Linked DNA regions of Sus scrofa: region 2 is linked to region 1. A link is a contact called in public HiChIP or PLAC-seq data. All regions are on one chromosome and are shown on one strand. Each heading gives the region's core, a stretch centred on a gene start, on an enhancer-like site or on the middle of the called end of the contact. The rest is flanking DNA. Distances are from core to core; before and after follow the strand shown. Region 1 holds the start of EFNB2 (ephrin B2). Region 2 has its middle 42 kb from the start of ARGLU1.

What was found. HiChIP or PLAC-seq counts read pairs in DNA pulled down with a chosen protein or histone mark.
Region 2: a contact with region 1 is called in an H3K27ac HiChIP or PLAC-seq map of alveolar macrophages. The contact joins the enhancer-like site here to the promoter of EFNB2 in region 1. A contact is called at or near these places in 1 of 47 Hi-C or Micro-C datasets (epiblast stem cells) and 1 of 2 datasets of contacts at active chromatin or transcription factors (alveolar macrophages).

What each region holds. Positions count from the first base shown.
Region 1 is chr11:74,230,751-74,234,468 of Sscrofa11.1, forward strand. It overlaps EFNB2 (ephrin B2), which reads right to left and starts at 2,018. Exons shown (of 5, transcript NM_001114286.1): 1 at 1,897-2,018. The coding sequence starts at 2,018.
Region 2 is chr11:74,307,947-74,311,664 of Sscrofa11.1, forward strand. No RefSeq gene overlaps it. Among named protein-coding and RNA genes, the nearest start is that of ARGLU1, 42 kb to the left of the region's middle. Within about 2 kb of position 1,860, at least 6 of the 83 cell types and tissues checked have an H3K27ac peak or open chromatin away from gene starts, as enhancers often do. A contact at or near this core is called in alveolar macrophages, where this site is marked.

The DNA.
Region 1 (3,718 bases), core at 768-3,267:
GAGATCACGTATGCTGAGCCGAATGCAAAGATCACCTATACTGAGCTGAACGCTGGGAGTTTCTTTAAACAAATTTTAAAACTCAAATCCTGTTGGGGAAAAACAAAACAAAACAAAACCCCAAACCAAAACACCCCAAACCAGCCCCCAAAGACAATCAAGACAGTCTTTCAGTGAAAGTGCAAAGTGGAGCCGAGCAGGCCGCCCGCGGGAAGAGGTGAGGGCCGGCGCCGCGAGCATCGCGCATGGAAGAGTGACCTCTGTAGGCGGAAAGCGAGCGCGGGCTGGTCTGGCCCGGCTCTCCCGGCCCCGCGCCCCGCCCGCAGCGCGCAGGTCCGCGCCCCGCGCTTTCCCGCACCGCCCGGTGCCTCGCGCTTCCGAGGCTGGGGGGGGGGGTGTCAAGGTGTCACTGCTACTACCACTTTCCGGGCAAATGCAGCATCTTACAGCAAGGGAAAAAAGTAGTCCCTATAAGGCCGGGCTGCAGGGAAGGAGGTCGCCTTAAGTAACTTTTACAAGGAGCAGGGCTGGGAAGCATCTGCTTCATGGTGCCATGCAGCATCTTTTAAGAATTTCTCTGTAATCCGATTTAGCCGGGACGTTTTTCACCCTCTGATAGGGAATTCTTGGCTAACATGTTGGTGAATGTGAAATGCACCACTTTTAAAAGAGTGCATATAATTCTTTAATTAAGATGCGATCTCTAAATCCCCGTCCTTTTATTCCTAAATCCATGACGAACTCGCTCAACTTCAATTAGGTCACTGATTTTGCTTCTGATCTCAAATGCTTACTCCCCAACAGCCAATGTCTTCATGCTTGGTGTCCCAAGTTTCCCAAGGTGAAAATTCCATGATTCTATAAAATGTTTTTGGTTATGATTCGAAATGTGTCTGGAGAATGAGATGATACGCAATACTGAATGCACAGACGACTAATTATATATTTAGGGAGGGATCACCTTTTCTAAATTCTAGATGTACGCTGGTAGCTAGTACTGAAACTTAATCTGCACAAGGCCTGGCTTTCTCCCGGCTGCACTGTTTCATAAAAGCAAGTCGAATTCAAGGATCCTATTCCCCATTCCCGCCCAGGCTCCTCGAGTGCGAAGGCTTCAGGGGCTGTGTTGGCTGGGCCGGGCCTTAATTAGGCTTTTGCAGAAAACGTCCTCAAAATCAAGTCAGCTATCGCGACGGCACAGAGTTCGGGGCCGCTGGTTTAGAAAAGAAGGTAGAGGCCGACGTGCAGAGGGTTCCCCGGGAGCACTCTAAGGCCGGCCTCCAGGGCGGGGAGGAAAAGGGCTCGCCGCCCGAGTTCTCCCAAGCAGGCGAGCTCCCTGCGCACCCTCGGGCAGGCGGCGCGGCGCCGAGGCGCACGAGCTCCGGGCGGCCCAGAGACACCAGGCTCCCTTCTCCCGAGTGCTCTCCACGCCCGAGCACCGCCGACCCCGCCCGCCCGCGGGGCCTGGACCGCGCTCCGCTGCTCCTTGGGAGCACAGCATCCCCGCCTCTCCGAAGCCTGCAAGCCCTCGCGCGCAGGCCAGCATGGTTGGTGGCCCTGTTCCCCGGCCTCGAAAAGAAGCGAGGGTCAGGTATCGCCATCGGACACCTTCCCGGACATGACACTCGAGCCATCAGGGTTTTTTTAGCGCCAGGGAGCTGATGGGGGAAGGAGTGACTAGGAGGGCGCCCCTTAGGGCCGGCGCTCTGGCTGGAAGGCCGAGCGGAGTCACCATCAAGTGAAACGTGCTGGGGTGGGGGACAAGCGGACGCGAGTAATCGAGGTTCCAGAAACAGGCTCCGAGGCTCCACGGCCCGACCCTTCCTCCCGCCAGGACAGCACGGGGCGCGGCGGACCCCGGGGCGGCGATCGAGGGGGATTGCGGACGCTACTTACTTAGAGTTCGAGGAATTCCAATAGATGGGCTCTAAAACTATCGATCTGGAAATCGCAGTTCTGCATAAAACCATCAAAACTCCCCAGCAGTACTTCCACACGGAGTCCCTCCTCGCGGCCATGGCGAAGCCGCTCCCAGCTCCGCGCACTCCTGGCGTCGGAGGAACGGGGTGCGGGCCGAAAGCCCCAATCTTCCGGGCAGACAAGGAGGGACCGCAGGCAGCTCCGGGGCGCGCCGAGCAGCTCCAGCGGTTGCCGAGGCCAGGGACGTTCCCTTCGGGGCCCTCAGAACGCGGGGCGGGAGCGCACGCGCGGGGCGCGGCGGCGCGGCGGGCTCGGGGCTCCGGGGCGCCGCGCCGGACGCAGCTCGGACAGCCGTACCCCGTGCGGCTCCAGGGTGCCGGGCGCGGGGCGGCGGAGAGGGCGCGCGGCCGGGACACAAAGGCGGAGAGACGGACTCGGCGCGGGCGGCGGGCGCTGCGCCCTGAGCGGGGCCGCCTGGCACTATAGATCCAGGGGGGCGGGCAGTGGCCCGAGCGCGCGGGCGCCGCTTCGGCGCGGTTCCATGTCCCGGAGCGCGGACCGCGAGCTGCGAAGGGCGCCTCCAGGCGCCCGGGAGCCTCCAAAGTCCTCGCCGCTCCCAGCCCGCGGATCAGGCAGGAGGGGCTCGTTCCTCGCCGCGGGCGCCAGACGCGCGCGGGCCTTTGTGTGCGGGGTGGGCGCCGGGACCAGCTTCGCGCGCGGCTCCTCGCTCCGGCCGGCGCCGCCGTCCCCGCCGAGGAGAGTCAGCTCTGCCTGCGCGCTGTCAGAGCACTATAAACGCCGGGCCCCGCCCCACATCGCGCAGCCCATTGGTCCGTTGCTCCGCAGACGCGAGCGGATTGGGCGGCTGGCCGGTCCATCAGCCGCCCCCTCCCGACATTGGGAGCCGCGAGGCGGGGCGCCAGCTGACAGGTGAGCCCCGCCCCCGGCCAGGGCGGCGGCAAGAGCTGAGCGCTGGGAAGCCCTCGAGGGAGAGGAGGTTGCGCGTGCACCCGGCGCTCCCGGGGCTGCGGGATGGGGACGCTGGCAGGGGCGGGCGAATGGGGACAGGGACAGCACGGGCCACCTGTCCCCACGCCCAGCACGCGCTCTCATTGCCCGGGAAGTGTCCTAACTTCAGCCGAGGGACGACGTCGATGGCGAAACTTTCCCTCCGGAGTGGTTGGCAGTGGGTTTCCCGTGGGCCTTCCTCCTTAAATGATGTGCGCCTTCTGCGTGGACTGGCTCACGTCCTGTTCGCGCATCCCTTCGCGGCCCCCACCAGGCCTCTCAGTCATGCGTTTCACACCTGACTTCGGTACCAAACGTCAGCTGGCGCCGGGAGAAGCAAAACGACTCCCGGGGCGCGGACGTCCTGGCCCCGAGCCCTCCGCGCCTCGCTTCCCGCGAAGGGAGCACCTCTCCTTCCCCCAAGTGTCGCCTGCACACCCGCGCCCGCCGCGGGACCTTCTCCTTAATTAGCCTCTGCGACACACTCACGCCTCCCAAGGTGACCGGGGGATTTAGGGGTGACGGTGACAAATAGCGCCAAAACACAGAGGCGGCAGGAATTCTTCAGTTGGATTGTCGGCGAGGCGCTTGCCCAAAGAGTGGCTGGGACCGGCGCCTCCGCGCCGCCGCTTCCACGGACCCACAGCGCCCACTAGCGGCCGACGCGCTCGGCGGGAGCGAGCACCACGGTCTCGCCACCCGGAACCAGAACCCGCGACCCAACCACGCGGAAAGTCCAAAGGAGGATCTGCTGAAATGACAACAGCAGGGAGAGCTCGGAAGAAATAAG
Region 2 (3,718 bases), core at 610-3,109, 77 kb after region 1:
ATATGCCACGGATGCCATCCTAAAAAGCAAAAAAATAAAAAATAAATAAAAATAAAAAATAAATTAAAAAAAATTGCCAGGCCATTAGCTTGAAGCTAAGAGATGTGCAGATTCTCAGGCCCTGCCCCAGATTTAGTGAGTTAGAACTGGGGGTTGGGGGGGGCTGGCAATGTGTCTTTGGATAAGCCTTCCAGGAGATTCTGCTAATCATGAAGATCAAGAACCAACGCCCCAGTCCATCCTCCCCTGGGGAGCTGCTCTTCGGCGTCGAAGCTGATCTTGTCTCTTCTGTTTAACCCCTGGACGATTTCTGCGTGATGTCCACATGGGGCAGGCAGCAGGCGGGCAGCCTTCTGGCGGCTGGTGCTGCCTCCGCAGTGGCAGAGTTCTGCGCCCAGCTCCCGAGTTAGCAGAAATGATGGCTTGTTGGTTTCCGTGGCTCCGTCCCCGCCTGCACCCGCTGATCCCACTCTGGCCTCCGTGGCCCTCTTCGACTTTCTGCTTTCTCCTCACCCTTCTGCCGCCTTGCCAGTGGTTCCCTGCAGTATCCCTGAGCCCCTGGCTCGGATCAGCCCCTCCTGCTCCTGGACTCCCCCTAACCTTTTGCTCATCCCCTCCTGTAAATCTGCCACCTCCTGTTGGGGGGGCCGGAGGAAGACATCTCTGTGGCTGCTCTGGGCCCTTGTTTTCTGGCACTTGGTCTAATGATTCCTTCATTCTCAGCAAATGTTTGTTAAACCAATTGAACTGAGCTGACTGGTGTCCTCTGGCTCCCCCTCCCCCTGGCATTTGTACTGTTGTTGACTTTGGCCACTGCCTTGGTCTAACACTGGACACGTCATTTACACTCTCTCCAAGTTGAAAATCATAGTGTCTGGTTGGTGAATCTCATGGGATTTTTGAGTATCCCATGAGGATCCCAGAAATCCCAGCTGAATTATATTCCTTTGGATGGAGACACTGGCTTGAGTCACGTCTGCATTGTCTCTGCTTTTCTGGACCCTGTAATTTGACAGCGGGCTCTAGTTTGCTCAGCCCTGGCCATGCCCGCACCTGCTGATATCCTGCTCCAGCAAGGTCAGTTCCTGGGAAAGTTCTAATTCCCACTGGTGTAAAACGGGAGGCAGAGATGCTGTAAGAAATCGGGAGCTCCAGCGCCATCCAGAGAAGAGGCCAGCAAAGGACGGGGGCAGAGTGTCCTTCAGAGGAAGAGAGGCACCTAAGGGCAGGGCCGGCACTCAGAACGCTTGCAGGCACTCTGCTTTCCTGGGCTCCTCACTGCAGCTCTCACCGCCCTCAGAGGTCGGCCCTGTATATTTTTCTCTCATCAGAAGAGGAAAAAGAGACTCAACTCGGAAATTGAGCCCCTTCCCCCAGTCCCACAGGAAAGACGTGTCAGAGCCAGGATTTGATTCCAACCTCTCTACTCACATCCACCAAACACTCTTGCCTCATCTGCTGGGTTTGCAGTAACTTGGACCCGGAGGTGAGCCTCCGAGTTGGCGACTCTGGCAGGGAAGGTGGTGCTTCACCTGCTCATTCATTCATTCATTCATTCTTCAGTGACGAGAGCCAGTGTGGCGGGGTGGCTGCTGTGGATTGGACTGTGTTCTCCCAAAATCCATATGGTGAAGTCTTAATCCCAGTACGTCTGAGTGAGATCTTGTTTGGAGACGGGGTCTTTACAGAGGTAGTCAGGGTAAAACGAGGTCGTTCGGGCAGGCTGTAATCCAAAACGACTGGTGTCTGTCTTGAAAGCGGAAATCCGGATGCAGAGACATGCCTGGAGGCAAGATGACACCAAGAGACAGGGCAAAGAAGGAACCAACTCTGCTGACACATCATTTCAGACATTGGCCTCCAGAACTGCGAGGCAATAAATATCTATTGCACAAGCCACCCAGTGCGTTATGGCAGCCACAGGAAACAAATACTGTGGTTAAAAGCATGAATTTCTGAATCCGAATGGCTGGCCACAAATCCCCCAGGCTTGGCATCGACTAGCTTTGTCACTCTGAGCAAGCCATTCAGCTTCTCTGGTCCTTGGTGCTCTCCTCCATCAGATAGGGCTGGATGTGCCTCACAAGCGTGTTACAGAGGTGAAATGTGTGCCTGGAGTGCATGCATGCAGCTAGTGCTTGGCACAGAGCAGGACACTCTCCAGGTTGGCTGTTTCTACCGATTATCCGCAATGTGCTTCCCAGCCTGCCTCCCCTCCCCCACAGGACCGCGCGTCATGGTGGGAAACACACATGAAGGCATGATGGGGCTTCTGTTCATTACGGTGATGCCCCAGTACTATGGCACCTACTGATTCTCTCGTACAAGCAGGGAGCATGGCAGGTGGCCCATGAGGGAGCCATGTCCCCGTTCCACGGGTAGGGGGCCTCACTCCAGCTGAGGAAGGGGAAGAATGAGACAAGAGAATAAACTTTTTTTTTTGGAGAATTTTCCAGGTATATTAGTTTTCTAGGGCTGCCTGAACAACCTAATGTAAACTGGGTGACTTAAAACAAGAGAAATGTATTATCTTTTAGTTCTGAAGCTGGAAGTCTCACATCAAGGTCCCAGCAGGGCTGTGTTCCCTATGAGTCTCCAGGGGACAGTCATTCCTTGCCTCTTCCAGCATCCGGTGGCCGACGGCATTTCTGGGCTTATAGCTGCAGCAGCGCAGTCTCTGCCTCCGTCTTCACGGCTTCTCCTCCCTGACCCTGTGTTCTCATCTGCTGCATCTTATAAGAACACTTGTCATTGCATTTAGAAATTTCGACCCTGTTTTCTTTGTTTCTTTTCTTTCTTCCTTTTTATGGCTGCCCCTGCAGTATATGAAAGTTCCCAGGCTAGGGGTCAAATCAGAGCTGCAGCTGCCAGCCTACACCATAGCCACAGCCATGCACAGTGGGATCTGAACTACAACTGCAACCTATGCCGCTGCAGCTTGAGGCAATGCCAGATCCTTAACCCACTGAGCGAGGCCAGGGATCCAACCCTCATCCTCATGGATATTGCTCGGGTACTTAACCCACTGAGCCCCAGCAGGGACTCCAAGACCCTTTTTTCAAATAAGGTCACACTCAGGTTCTGGGGGTCAGAGAGGACACAGCTTTTCGGGGGCCACCATTCAAGCAAGCACAGCCAGTATTTTACACACAGTCTCTGATTTAATCTTGACCACAGCACGGCTATGTCTTCATTTCGTGGATAAGGATACTTAGAAAAAGAGATGGGCTACCTTACCGCAAAGAGTGGCCGTGCCACGGATTCAAGTCTTGGTATTTATGACCTGCCAGCTCGTGACTTGCCTCTCCCCGTGCTCTGAGTGAAGCAAACTGTTTCAAACCTTCTGGAAAGTATCATCTTGCTTCAGGCCATGGGCAGAGCCCAACACAAGGGTCACAGATGAGAATGAAGAAAAGGATGAGGTTCGTGCTGGTTTCATAAGGTACCAGCTGCATGAGAAATACAATCTTCTTTGAAACTGACGGTTTTATGTTCTTGCTTTATGTTTGTATTCACAATGAGGACATATTCCCTTCTAATATTTAACTTACAGCTGGGAGGAAATATCTTTGAACTGTTCTCAAGGTTTGTGCCAAATATTTGGAGATTCAAAGGCAGACCAAAAAAAACCTGTCATTTTCCTCCGCAGATTTTCCCCTCTTGCATTATTGCCTGGTTTATTCACGCTTGCCTTAGAACCAAGATATCTGAGCAAAAC